Linked DNA regions of Arachis hypogaea: region 1 is linked to region 2. The links are chromatin contacts, called in public Hi-C maps. All regions are on one chromosome and are shown on one strand. The core of a region is the stretch at or near the end of the contact, and the rest is flanking DNA. Distances in the headings are between cores, read along the strand shown. Region 1 holds the start of LOC112720621. Region 2 holds the start of LOC112720620 (protein SHORT-ROOT).

Region 1 (7,481 bases), core at 1,142-3,641, 160 kb before region 2:
GATCTTGGCCCTCATACATGGTAACTGTTACACTATTACATTCATTCAATTGGTAATGTGTAGGAAACCTCCATTCTAAATTGTAAAGTTGAAAATTCAGCTGCATTTAATAGTTCTCAGTTATCAACTTCACATGAAGCTGTACAACAGAAACACCAAGTTAAGTAACATGATCTTTTCTGAAGACCATTTCAACGATGATACATTACCGACGCAGTTCATTCGCCATGGAAGGCAGCCACCTCTCCCCTCTAATCTTTTTCAAATTGTTAACTCTTTCCTCCTCTCTCTTGGCTTTAGCTTTTGCTGCTGCGACTTTGGCTTCAAATTTAGCCAACGATTTATTGTTCGCGTCATTTGCTGCGGCAATTAAATCTTTCCCTTCGACAGCAACAGATTTAACCCGCCTTTTAAACTGTTGACTCAGTCCATATAAGACAAACAGGCAATAAGACAAAAGAGACATGTATGTATAGATTTTAAGATTTTAACTACTAGACCTTCTTTGATTTCTCATCAATATCATCTCCAGGAAGTAATCTGGGTCGTTTCTTTGGTGGTTCGGGTTCATCTGCAGGCACATATATACATATAAGCCTAAACCTTAAACCGTAAACTACATACAAAATGCAATGCAATTGTCAATATTGGAAATAAATCACAAATTTGAGTATTATTATTTTTATCATTAAACATCATAAAGTGCATCAGTTTCTCAGCATGCTAAAGACAAAAATCGGCATGGTAACGATAAGGGTGGACAAACACATCATTAATTAGTTGCAAAAGTGGACGTTCTGCTAAGGTGGGCGACCCACATGTTTTCGATCTTCAACTTCAAGTGGTGTTTGTAAGCAACTTATGATTAGACTGTATTCAATTTGCCTTGAAGTGAAATGCTGAGATGGTAAGATGAAAAATAAAAGTGAGAGAAAAGTGGTTTGTTTATTGACTTAGTGTTAAACAAGGATTTTATAATGTACTAATATAAGCATAAAAAGTTTTAGTTTTCCTGTTTAGATGTTAGATTGAATTCATCGCTTCAAATTTTTGTTTTAGATCCCTAAACCAAGTAATTTAGATGAAAACATGAAAACCAGTATGAACCGAACTATAACACTTGTAAAACTTACATAATTATATGATCCACTGGTTAGCAAGTACAATGATTGTGGTTCAGTTGGGCAACAAGTTGAGGCAGACCAAATAAGAAGCCATAATAGCAGAGGCCCTAGGCATGCATGCTAGTACTTGCACAAAACTGACACTTGACAACTTCTCAGAAACTCAATGCTTAACTAACTAACAAAATAGATAATTGATTGTCATGCAACATCACAAAACAAAACAAACAATAAAAAGTTCAAAGAAAAAAAAAAAAAGAAAAGAAATTGAGAACGACACAAGACTATTATCATTTGAAATTTTTCTGATGGGGTCAACAAAACAATAGATTGCAGAGTACATCCTGGGGATCCACCTTCTCAACCATTAGAATCAGGTGCGTGTTCTATTTTCTGAAAAAAGTTAGTACTATTATTATGAAATGCAGCTTTTTTGCAACATTACAGATATTAAATAATTAAAGATAGAAACCATAAATATATATTGAAAATTTCAAAACCAACCATGAATAGACAAGTAAGCCACTAGAAAAGGGGTCATTTGATTCAGTGAGTTACCAAAATGATCAAACACTATTCCTGGTTGGCGAACATGCTTGAACAAGCGAATGCCAGGTTCTCTTCCTTCTTCTTCTTGGTTGATCTTGGGATCTTCATCATTCAGAACAGGGTCAGGTTCCTTCACTATCTCTATAGTCTCTTCCAACATGTCATGTAGAAGCTTTTGTGCCTGCCACGAGTATCATCATCACCATAAGACCAAGAAAAAGGAACTGGGAAACGTGGAACATAACACCCACTCATTAGAGTTTTCTTTCAAAAAAAAAATAAATTCCTAAGCCGACATATTAGATATAAACCATTCCTATATTTTTATCTAAATTTTAAAAGAAAAAGACAAATAAATGAAAATTCCTAATTTCTTTATTACGAAACAAATAAATTCCTCTAACCATTGTAAATAAGAGAAAGGACATATATGTCCTCAGCTTGCAAATCTGAGTTTAGAAACAGAAAGAAACGAAGGTGGTGCAGGCTACGAACCTGGAGTTGGTAGTGCTTAAGGTGTGGGGCTCTGGGCTTGCGTTCTTGGGGAGCATTGGGATTGGGGTAAGTGGTGGTTCCGGCAATGGAATTGATGGCTGCTCTCCATGCCGCATCACCATCTTCTTCGCCACTGCTGCTGCTGCCTCCTGCTTCCATCCAACTTCAACTTTCCTTTAGGAATTAGGACACTGCAAACAATTCTCTTCACCTAAGCATAATTGGGCTTTCTTTTTCTAGGGATACCACTTATTGGGCCTTATTTTTAATGTTTTTTTAAGAAATCTAAAAGACAAAGAGGGCTTAAAACATAGAGGGTATTTTAGTTATTACCTATTAGATGGAGAAAACCATCTTCAGACCATAAATAATTGACAAAATAATCTTCCGGCCCAAATACTATGGGAATGTGGTTTAGTGGCTCATCAGTCATCACCAAACTCATAAACTGACAGATCGTAAGTTTTAGGCTCTGTTTGAAAAATTTTAAACGTAATTTTTTTTATTTATAAAAAATAATAATATTAATATTTAATACAATTTTTAAGATTAAATTATAATTTTATAAAAAATTATTTAAGTATTTATAAAAAAATAAAAAAAATAACTTTTTTATAATAAAAAAATTTTTATTATATTTTTTTTAAAATAAAAATTTTTAAAATTAAAAAATAAAATACAAAATAATTTATTTATAAACTATTTTTAATATAAATAATTATTATTTAAATTATTTTTTTTAAAAAAATTTAATTAAACTATTTACTTAAACTAGATCTTAATCTTTTTGGAGTTTCTTGTGGCAAAGCAAGGAGAGCTAATTGGAAATTTCCTTGAGATGGGTTGCTGACCTGGTCACTTTTTAATTTTTTTTTAATACTTGTGAGAATAAAATATAATTTTTTATCAATAATTTTATAAGTGGAACCAAAAATAAATATAAAAAAAATAATAAAAAATTAAATTAAACATCTAATTTTTTTTTATTAGAGAAGATCTGCTCCCCTATCTAGGTTTCCGATTCATTTTCTTTCACTTTGTGAACTTTCTTTTTAGTTCATAAGGGTTTCCTTACTTGGTTATGATTTAAGTTCATAATTGTGTACCTTATACCAAATTATCTTTCCACATTTCATAATTACTAATTAAACTATAGATGTTTTCTGTAAAATGTTGCCATACAAAATAGATATATTATATATTCAAATGAAATTATGTCTAATTTATAAATGTATTTGATTAAACTTTATGATAACTTGATAAGTAATTCAACCAATGATCCATGGTTTCATCGATTATCTCAATCGATTTTAAGAACTATGTGTAGAATTTCTCAAGGGCAAGGAGCTGCTCCCCAAAAGGAATTTGGGTGTACATAATACACTTTAGATTTTTCCAATGGAAAAGATGACAAACAGTAAAATTATTTTCTCTACATTTTTTTATTTTTGTGTCAGGAAATGTACAATTGTGTATTGATTAATTGGTTTAGTAGAATCATTTTGTCCCAAGTATTAATTGGTTTAGTAGAATCGTTTTGTCCCAAGTGATTTTTCTTTTCCTCTTCACTGGAAATTACAACTTGCAATCATGGTCTATTTCTAGCTTGTCAGAATTTCATAATTTGCTTCTGAAATTTAGTTGATGGACTCATGAGAAAGTGATGTTATGTTTACGCCACTTTTTACTACTATTTTTTTTTCTAATTCTTTTGAAATAATTATTTTTTCTTTGGTCTCTTCTTGTATTGGGTGGATGCTCGCAAAACCAATAATCTAAAAGTTACTTCTCATTGATTAATTCTATGATATTAATTACATTTTAAGATATTGAATACATTATAAACTTGAAAAAAAAATCCGATAAAGAAAGATAATTTTAATAATAAAGATTTTTAATTTGTAGACCTTTTATCCAATATATTATCTATTATTTATTACATTATTTATTATCTATCTATTTATTATATTAAAATTAGGTTTATACACTTAATATGAAGCATATATAACATAATGCTAAGAGTATTTTTTAATTTATTTTATTTAATTCATTAAATTCATTTTATTATAATAAATTAATTTATTATAATTTATTAAATAATTTAATTAAATATTTAAATATCACATAATTTATTATAATTTATATAAATCAATTAATTATAATTCATTATATCAGATAATTAATTGATTAATTTATAAAATGTATAATAAAGTTATAAATAAGGGTAATTCACCTGGATGAAATAAATGGAATTCAAAATTACACATATATCCTAAACTAGAATTAGTTATACGCCATATCTTAAATATTTCTATATAAATCGAATCAAATTGACTTGATTTATATTATTTTCATGTAATCAAACTAACTTGATTTGATTTACTATGTGTATCATGTACCAATAATAAATCAAATCTTTATACATAGTAAATCAAATTAAGTTAATCGTTTATTTAGTTTTTATTTACTTTAAAACATAAATGTTGATAAAAAAAAAACCTCCATTTGAATTCAATAAAATATAAAAAAAATCTAAACGAATAAAAATAGAAATTTAATTTTTGTGTTTAAGTTCAAATTTTAAAAAATTTATATTTTTACAAATTTATAAATTCAAAACAGAAGAATAAACTATTTCTAAAAAATTATTAAAAATTAATTTTTGACTCATTAGAATATAAAAAATCATTACTAGGACTTTTAATGTTAAAAAAATTATTATAAAATATAGTCCTTTAAAATAGCATATGAATTAAAATTTAAATTTTTTAGAAATAAAAAATAACAAATAATTATATAATATAAAAAATTAACTATATTTATAAAATATATAATTTAAAAAATAATTAAAAAAATTATATTAATTAAATTATTATTTAATTTATAAAATTAAGTATAAACTTACGATTTGATAACGTTAATTACTTCTAACTAAAATTTAAATTTTTCAGCGTATAACGTCCTTGTCCTATTTTTCAGTGAGTGTCAGTGTTTCTAATTTATTTTAACAACATTAATAAAGGCGAAAATATTTTCAGGCATAGTTATCAAAATCGAACCGGCAATTGACCCGGTAAAGTTATTGGATTATTAGGTTAATGATTCAACTGATGGATTAGTAGTCGAATTGTTTAACCCGATAATAATTAATAAATATATAAAATTATAATACAATATTTATTAAAAAATAAAAATTAATATTTAATATTTCATATTATTTAAATTTAAATAAATTATATATAAATTTCATTAGCTTATTACTTTAATATGATATATATATAATTTATATAAATTATTAGCCTTTAATTTAATAGGTCTAATCTAAAAAAAAGTTACATATAAATAAAATTAATCTTACACATATGAACTAGTGTATGGTTGTAGCTTTAGAGCATTTTCATGTGAACTTTGTTATTATATATTTTATTATTAGCTTATAAATCTCAAAGAAAAATGTCTAGCTTTGTGGCAAGAGTGTTGGAACCTTTGTGACATTTACTTTTCTAAAACTTTAATGTTCTATATTCGAACAATTTGCAAGTAAAAGTTTTATTTTTAAAACAAAAAAAGCTCAACACATAAAGGTGGAGCATTTAGAAAGTCCAGAGTTACAATACAAACACTAGAAAAGAAATCATAGTTATCTTTGACATTGCCATCAACGACTAGACGGAACAAAGTCAACCCACTCTTTGTAGCTCCTAATCCACTTGGTAATAATTTCCGCAACGCCTGTTTCTTGATTCCTGAAAATTCTGGCATTCCTTTCTAATCACATATTTTAAATGATAGCAAAAAAGTCAATCAGCCACCTGTTACGTTCGTCTTTTCTTATAGGAGCTCCTGTCCAGCTCTCAAAGTTTTGCTTAATGGTTCATGGAATAGACAAAAGTTTATTATAGGCGTATAACTAAGTACACCACACCTGCCACGTAAAATCACAGCCAATGAATAAGTGGAAATCATTGGGTTTTCGGTCGAACCGGCCGGTCCGATCTGGTTCTAATAATTATGTTTTCAGGTGTGACATTTACTTTTCTAAAACTTTAATGTTCTATATTTGAACAATTTGCAAGTAAAAGTTTTATTTTTAAAACAAAAAAAGCTCAACACATAAAGGTGGAGCATTTAGAAAGTCCAGAGTTACAATACAAACACTAGAAAAGAAATCATAGTTATCTCTGACATTGCCATCAACGACTAGACGGAACAAAGTCAACCCACTCTTTGTAGCTCCTAATCGACTTGGTAATAACTTCTGCAACGCCTGTTTCTTGATTCCTGAAAATTCTGGCATTCCTTTCTAATCACGTATTTTAAATGATAGCAAAAACGTCAATCAGCCACCTGTTACGTTCGTCTTTTCTTATAGGAGCTCCTATCCAGCTCTCAAAGTTTTGCTTAATGGTTCATGAAATAGACAAAAGTTTATTATAGGCGTATAACAAAGTACACCACACCTGCCACGTAAACTCACAGCCAATGAATAAGTGGAAATCATTGGGTTTTCGGTCGAATCGGCCGGTCCGATCTGGTTCTAATAATTATGTTTTCAGGTGTGACATTTACTTTTCTAAAACTTTAATGTTCTATATTCGAACAATTTGCAAGTAAAAGTTTTATTTTTAAAACAAAAAATGCTCAACACATAAAGGTGTAGCATTTAGAAAGTCCAAAGTTACAATACAAACACTAGAAAAGAAATCATAGTTATCTCTGACATTGCCATCAACGACTAGACGGAACAAAGTCAACCCACTCTTTGTAGCTCCTAATCGACTTGGTAATAACTTCTGCAACGCCTGTTTCTTGATTCCTGAAAATTCTGGTATTCCTTTCTAATCACGTATTTTAAATGATAGCAAAAAAGTCAATCAGCCACCTGTTATGTTCGTCTTTTCTTATAGGAGCTCCTATCTAGCTCTTAAAGTTTTGCTTAATGGTTCATGGAATAGACAAAAGTTTATTATAGGCGTATAACAAAGTACACCACACCTGCCACGTAAACTCACAGCCAATGAATAAGTGGAAATCATTCTCAGTTTCTTTTTTATATAAAACATAAATCATATCCCTGTGATCAATAATGCCCAATCTAATCAATATTTTCTTAGTATTGACCCTACCAACTAACACAAATCAGGTGAATAGCTCAACTCTTAGTGGTACTAGTCCTCTCCATATAGATCTAGTGAAACTATAACTCATAATGTCCTCCGGGAGAGTCTCAGCTTGCAAAACCTGCATAAATGAGTTAGTAGAATAAATTTCTGATCTATCAAATTTCCATACTATTCTGTCCTCCCTCTCACT
Region 2 (7,739 bases), core at 4,202-6,701:
TAGAGTCGATTTTGTCACTCTCATCTGGACTTTTGGCATATGATCAGCATACGACTTCTGTCAGTGGGCCTATGTGCAAGGATTAGAGTAGTGATACTAGTGCCAGAATTTCTCATGAGATTATCGAGATCTTTGACAACGATGACGAGGACCACGAGAAGTATCCTAATGTGATCGAGATTTCTTTCTCTAATGATGGCAGTTGATGATTAGAGGTGACGGTGTGATTTTGGGAGTTTCTTATGTTAGCCTAAATTTTGTATTTAGTATCTCACTTTTGATTAAACTCACCGAGAGAGTAAGCTATAAATAATTTGACTAGGCTAGTTTCAGACGCCAACTTAAGGGCTTCCAATATGGACCAGGACCCGGAGTATTGGTTGTGTCTATAGTAATAAGTTGTGAAGAGTTGTATGCTAACTAATATTTTGTAACAGTATGTGTGTGTGTGTGTGTGTGTGTGTGTGTGTGTGTGTGTGTGTGTGTGTGTGTGTGTGTGTGTGTGTGTGTGTGTGTGTGTGTGTGTGTGTGTGTGTGTGTGTGTGTGTGTGTGTGTGTAAATAGTGTACATGGTGTATATTATGCTTAGGGAAATGCTAGGGGAACAATGAAAATTTTGAACAACATGAACAACCACCAATCAAATGAAAATATACTACACCCTAATTTAATGCTACTAATTAAATTTACTCTTTTAACCCTATTAATTCACATTGTTTACACATTGTTCAAAAATCTTGTTGGTTACCTATACTTTTCCTTATGCTTATCCTTGACGTTCATGTTATTGTTTTTCGTATTTAATTTTACATCATCGTTTGTCTATGCGTAATTAGTTTTCCTGCGACCCTTTTTGTGTTAGAAAGAAAAAGTTTTTCTGAAACACGAATTCGTACTAACACGATTACATGCTTAATAATAATATTAGTTAAGTTTTTGGGTGACAAGTTGGTGACACTCGATTTTCAGTATGATCATGACATATTAGAAATTGGGGCGTTACACTGATTAGTGTTATTAATATATTCCCTTTGCAGACATGATGACAGGTAGCAGAGGTAGAACAAGTGGGTCTTGTGGTTGTGGTAGAAGGAGGGTTTTCACCGGATCCCCAGGGACTGCTCAATCATCCCCATCTACCCTGACTACCCCGTCGACCCCTGTGACATCACAGGCGGATCCAACGGACCAATAATTCATCATGGTCCTAAACCCGAACTACATGCCTCCTTCTGCTACGCCCCTTCCCCCCCCTACAGCTCCAGCGACAGATCCCGCAGTGGGTGATTCCTTTATTGTGTCCCAGCCAGATGCCCCTCCACAACCGCCCGTGATACGGATGGGGATTTGGCTTGATGGCTTACAGGCGTGTGTGCATACTATTTTAATGTCTTTTATCCGCAATCTATTTTGAATATGTTAAGTTTTATGTGCTTTTATGTGTTTGCTAATCTTAAGTTTTTTATTGATAGGTTTACACCAAACAACAATGCATGTACACAAGAGATCTTCAACAGGATTAAGTCCATATACGACACCGCATGTCCGAGCTACACGAAGATCCCTGCTGAGACCAGAGAGCGATGGTTTCAGAAGTGAGCGGTAAAAACTCAATAATGTTGTTGAATTAACTATATTTCAACTATTTTTTATTTTGACTAACTAATATTGTTGAATTACTTTGTGCAAGAGAAATTTATCTAGGATAAGGAACATGATATCTTGATTAGGAAGATCTATGACCACCGGGTAGCTAAGCAACTTCAGCAGATGATGCATGACTTTCTTCAGGGGCGCGACAACCTAACTTTTTGGCTCCGTCCAGATCTTAAGAAGGAACTGGACGTTCATTTTAGTATTGATGAAGGATTCAAGTGTCGCCGTTTGACAAACAGAGCTAACAGGGCTTCGTCAAGGTCATCGAAGTATACTGGTAGGTCGACGACCTTCATGAAGACGAAGAGCGGACTTGTATGTAGTTTATTTGCTAATATCTGTTAATTATTCTTGAATTAATTGTTGATTTATTATATTAGTTGGTTTTAATATGTATATTCTAAGTCGTTGGATCGTGAGGCAACATAGATGGAGACCTTCAAGCATACCCATATGTTGAAGGCCAACAATGAGATATTTGTTGATGAGCGGTTTGCGACTCAATATGTGAGTTTCAATTAATTTTAACTTTGAAATTTATTCAGTTTAAAGTCAATTAACTGTCATCATAATCACAACGTGTGTTACACAGGAGGACTACACACAGAGATTGAAGGCCGCTACATAGCAATCTCAGCCGCCTAGTGGGGACAACCCCGCCAGCTCTGATGCCTCAGTGGTAGATCCTGATAAGGCTTGGCGCGAGACCGTCTCTGAGCCCTACACGAATTGGGTCTCCAGGTTAGGGTTGTTCTTTGCCAGTGACCTCTGCACCTCCGCATTGGCGGTTTAATCTGCCTCTGCCTCTGCCACCAGCCCAGCCGATCTCGAGGAAGTTGTTGACTTGAGGGAGGAGGTGCAGAAGATCACACAGGAGCTTTACCAACAAGCTCAGCAGTCTGAGCAGAGGTATAATGAGCTTCTTGCACGCGTGGGAGGAGCCGCTGCCATCAGCTCAAATCTGACGGAGAAGCTGGAGCGGCTAGAGTATTTACGAGAGCAAATGGAGGTGTATAACGAGCAGATGCGCACTGGTACCAGCGGCGCTCATGGTACCAGCAGTAACGCTGCTGGTGGAGCACAGTGTCAGCACTACCTACTCCGCCGCCTCAGCAGGGGGAAGACGACGATGACGTGACTATTACTCAAATCTTTAGGATTTAAGGATTGGATTTATTTCATGTATTTTTCATTGTATTCTACTTTGTTTGACTTTTTATTATATTTTGACCATTGATATTTAATAAAATCATTAGTTAATTTCTTGTAATTTTGAATTTCTATCCTAATTTTGTAAACAAAAATTTTAATTTGACTACTAATTGTGGGCTAATTGTAAAAAAAAATCACAACTACTGTTGGATTTACCGACAAAAAAATCCAATTGTACTTGGGCGCCATAAAACATAATATGGCGCCAAATCCGACGGTAATCATCAACTTAGTTTCGTCGTATTAATTGAAAAATCGACACAAAATCTGCTGGTAATTAGTATCGGGCGGAATAATCCGCCGGTAAAAATTTTTCGTCGCCGTTTGTACCATCAAATTCAATTCGACTGTTAATCTGACGGTAAACTAATTACATACCAATGGATTTATTTGATGAATCCGCCGGTAGATTTGACAGTACTCGGCGTATTTTTTGTAGTGGCACTAAATATATCTAAAAGTTGTTATAGGAACTAGTAACTTAGTGACGATTTCAAATTGTCCCCTAAAAATTTCATGACAGTTTAAAACAATCATGAAATTTAAGAAAAAAACTATCACGAAATTTATTAATTTAATAACAGTTTCAAAACATCGCAAAATACAATGTAAAAAATACCTTGACGAGTATTACAAATTAGTGATGGTTTTATACTTCAAAAACCATCATGAACAGTTTAGCGACACTTCTTACCAACGGTGGTCCAAAACCGTCACTATGTCAGCTGGCGACCCTCAAATCCATGACATTTTTTTTAATCATCGCAAAAATATTCAGTGACGATTAAAACTGTCATCAAACAATAAAAAAATATGGCAAAAATGCTGTTTTGTTGTAGTAAATAAATTAAGGGTTTATTGAATGTTTAAATTATTTTTTCAAAATCAATATCATTCTTTTGAGATTTTTTTAATCTCTAAATCTAGATCTTTTAAAGTCCAAAAATAATATTTACTCATAAAATTAACTTAATCCTGTGTATAAACTGTGTTTGAACTGCGATACAACATAAAATTATAAACAAAAAGTTTTTATGAGCAGTTTAATTACACCAAAAAAAAAAGTAGAGAGTAAAATTAAATAAAGAATATTCTTTTTTATTAAATTTAAAATAAACATATGCATTGCAGATGTAAAATTTTATTGATAATTTTTTTTCCTATTTTAAAAAGAATAATATTAACTCTTCACCACAACTCCACCTTTTCCCTTAATATTTCCTTTTCACAAAATCATTGGCTATTTCTCATTTTAGAATAAACATATTTTTCTATGTAACCCAACAAACAATAGGCACAACATCACAATCGCTATATAAAGAAAAATTCAAATTTCAATTAAAGATAGCGACATAACGGGGTATATGCGTCAGGGTGTATGTGGGTGTTGGCTTCGTATAGGCAGTCTTTCATATTATTTTATTGGTGGAGTTGTAGTATGTATTAGCTCCAGCCCTTTGTTATTTGCTTCTTGTTTTTTTTTGCTCTAGTTACTGTTGCTTCGCAGTGTGGAGTTGTAATGATTATCCAGAAAATGAGTCCATATTATATAATCAATGGATAATGTGTTACAATTTCTTTTTAACTATATGAATAGAAAATATGTAAAAGTAAGCCAAAATATTGTTCTTTTTAATTTCATTTTTTCCAAAAATATAAATAAAACAGAAAGTCATAAAATTGACAAACCTAAAATTCTTATTTGAAAATGTGAATAAGTTGATTACCTTTGATAATTTTTACTTTTAACACATAATATCTAATTTCAAAATTTCTTTTGACTGCCAATCCATATGTTACTACTCATGGTACACGTGTCAATAATTACTTATACTTTTACCCCAAATTTGATCCATACATGTAATTCTTTCTACTATCTAATTTAAGCTGTATTTATTTAAAAAAATGAGACACTAAAACAGAAACACAAAAACACATCATTTTATTTGACAAATAATATATAGATAAATATATTATATTTAAAGACATTAAATTAGTATATTTTATGTCTATTTTGACACAAAAAATATAAAAATACTAATAAATGATACAATTTATTTTTTATTTTTTCTTTTATTATTCTTGTTAATTTTTAAAATTATATTTTTTTCTCAAATTTTTTATTAAAAAAATAAAAATAAATTAAATTTTCATAATTTATTCTATTTTATCATTAAATAAAATATAAAAATATTAAATTTTATCTCTCTATCTTTTATATCTTATTTTCAATGTCTTATCTTATCTTCTTCTTTGAAACAAAAGGAACTTTATATACTCATACTTAACTCCATGGGTTCATTTCACATCATCACCCTTTTTTTTGTAATTCTAGTAATATTTATTTTCCTTTTTTTTTTCAAATACTACATTCCATATAGATCATCATTTATACTTAAATCCTGACTTCAACTAATCGGTCCCTTAGCTTAGTCCCCTTCCTTTGCTACTCATTGCTATTATAATTAATCAAGTTCTTTTGTATAAAGTATAGTAACTAGCTAGTATAGTAGAAGCTACCGAAATTGAAAAGCTTTTCCCACCAATCATTCACCAGTGCTACCCCATTCCACACCGTTAAAAACACGTTACACCCAATACTTTTATTGCTTGTGCACAAAATCAACCACACTCACTCTCACTAGTCACTACTACTTCACTACCATAGTGAGTATATTCTATTCATAGTGTGATAAAAATGGATACGCTGTTTAGGCTAGATCCACCGTCCCTAAACTCCACAACAACATCATCAACCAACTCTCATCAAAATTATTATTATTATTATGACCAACACCAACTAGAGGAAGAAGCTGAAGAAGAATGCTTCAACTTTTTCATGGATGAAGAAGACCTATCCTCTTCTTCTTCAAAGCAACCAGAACAATATTACCCTTATTATAACCAATTACAACCCCACTACCATTTATTATCATCCACTACCACTACTCATCATGATTTATCGTCAACATCATTCTTACCACCCACTCCACCACCATCAGATTTCAACTTTGAATTCTCATCAGGCACGTGGGCACCCAACATCCTCCTCGACACCGCACGTGCCATCGCTGACAACAACACCACGCGACTGCATCAACTCCTATGGATGCTCAACGAGCTAAGCTCTCCATACGGCGACACAAACCAAAAACTCGCCGCGTATTTTCTTCAAGCCTTGTTCAGCCGCATAACCACCGTCGGCGAACGAACCTACCGAACCTTAACGTTAGCTTCGGACAAGACTTGCTGTTTCGAGTCCACCAGGAAGACGGTTCTCAAGTTCCAGGAGGTTAGTCCCTGGACCACGTTTGGACACGTGGCGTCCAATGGCGCCATCTTAGAGGCTCTCGATGGGGAGCTCAACTTGCACATTGTGGATTTCAGCAACACGTACTGCACACAGTGGCCAACGCTTCTTGAAGCCTTGGCCACTCGTAGCGACGACACCCCGAACCTCCGGTTAACCACCGTCGTCACCACCAGACCTGGTGACTCTGGCGACGCTGTTCAGAGGGTCATGAAGGAAATAGGTGATCAACCAAAAAGCAAAATTATAAACATTCATGATTATTTTATTTTCTAGTGTTCTTCTTTCTTCTCTAAATTTGTGTCATCATCATTCACTTTTGCACGAACCAACTTATGAATCATCTTCTCTTCTTTTACTGTTCCAACCACCTTCTTTACAATAATTTGAGAAATAATTATAAACATATAGCATCCGTAAAAGAGAGTACATATATGTTAGTTAGAACTTAAAGTAGTTAGCTTTGATTGATTGATTGAAGATCTTATATTTTATATTGAAGTTTATGAATTAACAGTGTAAAAATCTTTTCTTTTGTCTGAATCTATCTAGCAGTATGGTATAATTTTTTTCAAAAGTAATAGGTACACATTAAAATGAGTAATCATGTAAATATATTTGTAATTTAACTTTATTTTTTTAATTTATATTATATATTGATGGTTAATTTTAGGTGTATATCTAAGTATACTCGAATTCTTTTTAATTTAAAGTAAATCAAAACTAAATCCATATTATTATTGCTATCTAAATCATGATTATGATTGCTTTATGAATAGGTACAAGGATGGAGAAATTTGCGAGGCTAATGGGAGTTCCGTTCAAATTCAACGTCGTTTGCCACGTCGGCGATCTCTCCAATCTCAACTTCGGCGATTTGGACATCAAGAACGAGGAGGCCTTAGCCATCAACTACGTGAACACGCTGCACGCGATCACACCCGTCGGGAACCACCGTGACACGTTGATATCCTCGCTGGCGAGGCTAAACCCTCGGATCGTGACGGTGGTGGAAGAAGAAGCGGATCTGGACGTTGGCGCCGAAGGCCAGGAGTTCCTTACAGGGTTCGAGGAATGCGTGAAGTGGTTTAGGGTTTACATGGAGGCGCTGGATGAGAGCTTTACGAGGACGAGTGGGGAGAGGCTGATGCTGGAGAGGGCGGCGGGGAGGGCGATTGTGGACCTGGTGGCGTGTACGGCGGAGGAGTCGGTGGAGCGGAGGGAGACGGCGGTGAAATGGTCACAGAAAATGAGGGAAGGTGGGGGGTTGAATAGGATGCCGTTTAGCGAGGAGGTGTGTGATGACGTCAGAGCATTGTTGAGAAGGTATAGGGAAGGGTGGTCGATGGCACAGTGTTCCGATAACGGAGTATTTCTTTGTTGGAAGGACCAGCCGGTGGTGTGGGCCAGTGCATGGAAGCCGTAGAAGCAAGGAGAGAACGAACGAGAGAGAGAGAGAGAGAGAGAGAGAGAGAGAGAGAGAGAGAGAGAGATATCTTTGTTGTGTTTTTGGCACGTGCGTATGATTTTTTTTTTCTCCATCAGTATTGGTTTTTAATCT

What was found. A called contact is a pair of places that touch in the nucleus more often than the background predicts.
Region 1: a contact with region 2 is called in a Hi-C map of an unstated tissue, with 6 times the contacts expected there. The contact joins the promoter of LOC112720621 here to the promoter of LOC112720620 in region 2. A contact is called at or near these places in 2 of 8 Hi-C or Micro-C datasets (leaf and an unstated tissue).

Annotation. Positions count from the first base shown.
Region 1 is chr11:31,744,864-31,752,344 of arahy.Tifrunner.gnm2.J5K5, reverse strand. It overlaps LOC112720621, which reads right to left and starts at 2,391. Exons shown (of 4, transcript XM_025771613.2): 1 at 2,169-2,391; 2 at 1,683-1,854; 3 at 501-571; 4 at 1-415. The coding sequence starts at 2,327. The coding sequence ends at 206.
Region 2 is chr11:31,589,301-31,597,039 of arahy.Tifrunner.gnm2.J5K5, reverse strand. It overlaps LOC112720620 (protein SHORT-ROOT), which reads left to right and starts at 5,451. Exons shown (of 2, transcript XM_025771612.3): 1 at 5,451-6,401; 2 at 6,958-7,739. The coding sequence starts at 5,567. The coding sequence ends at 7,604.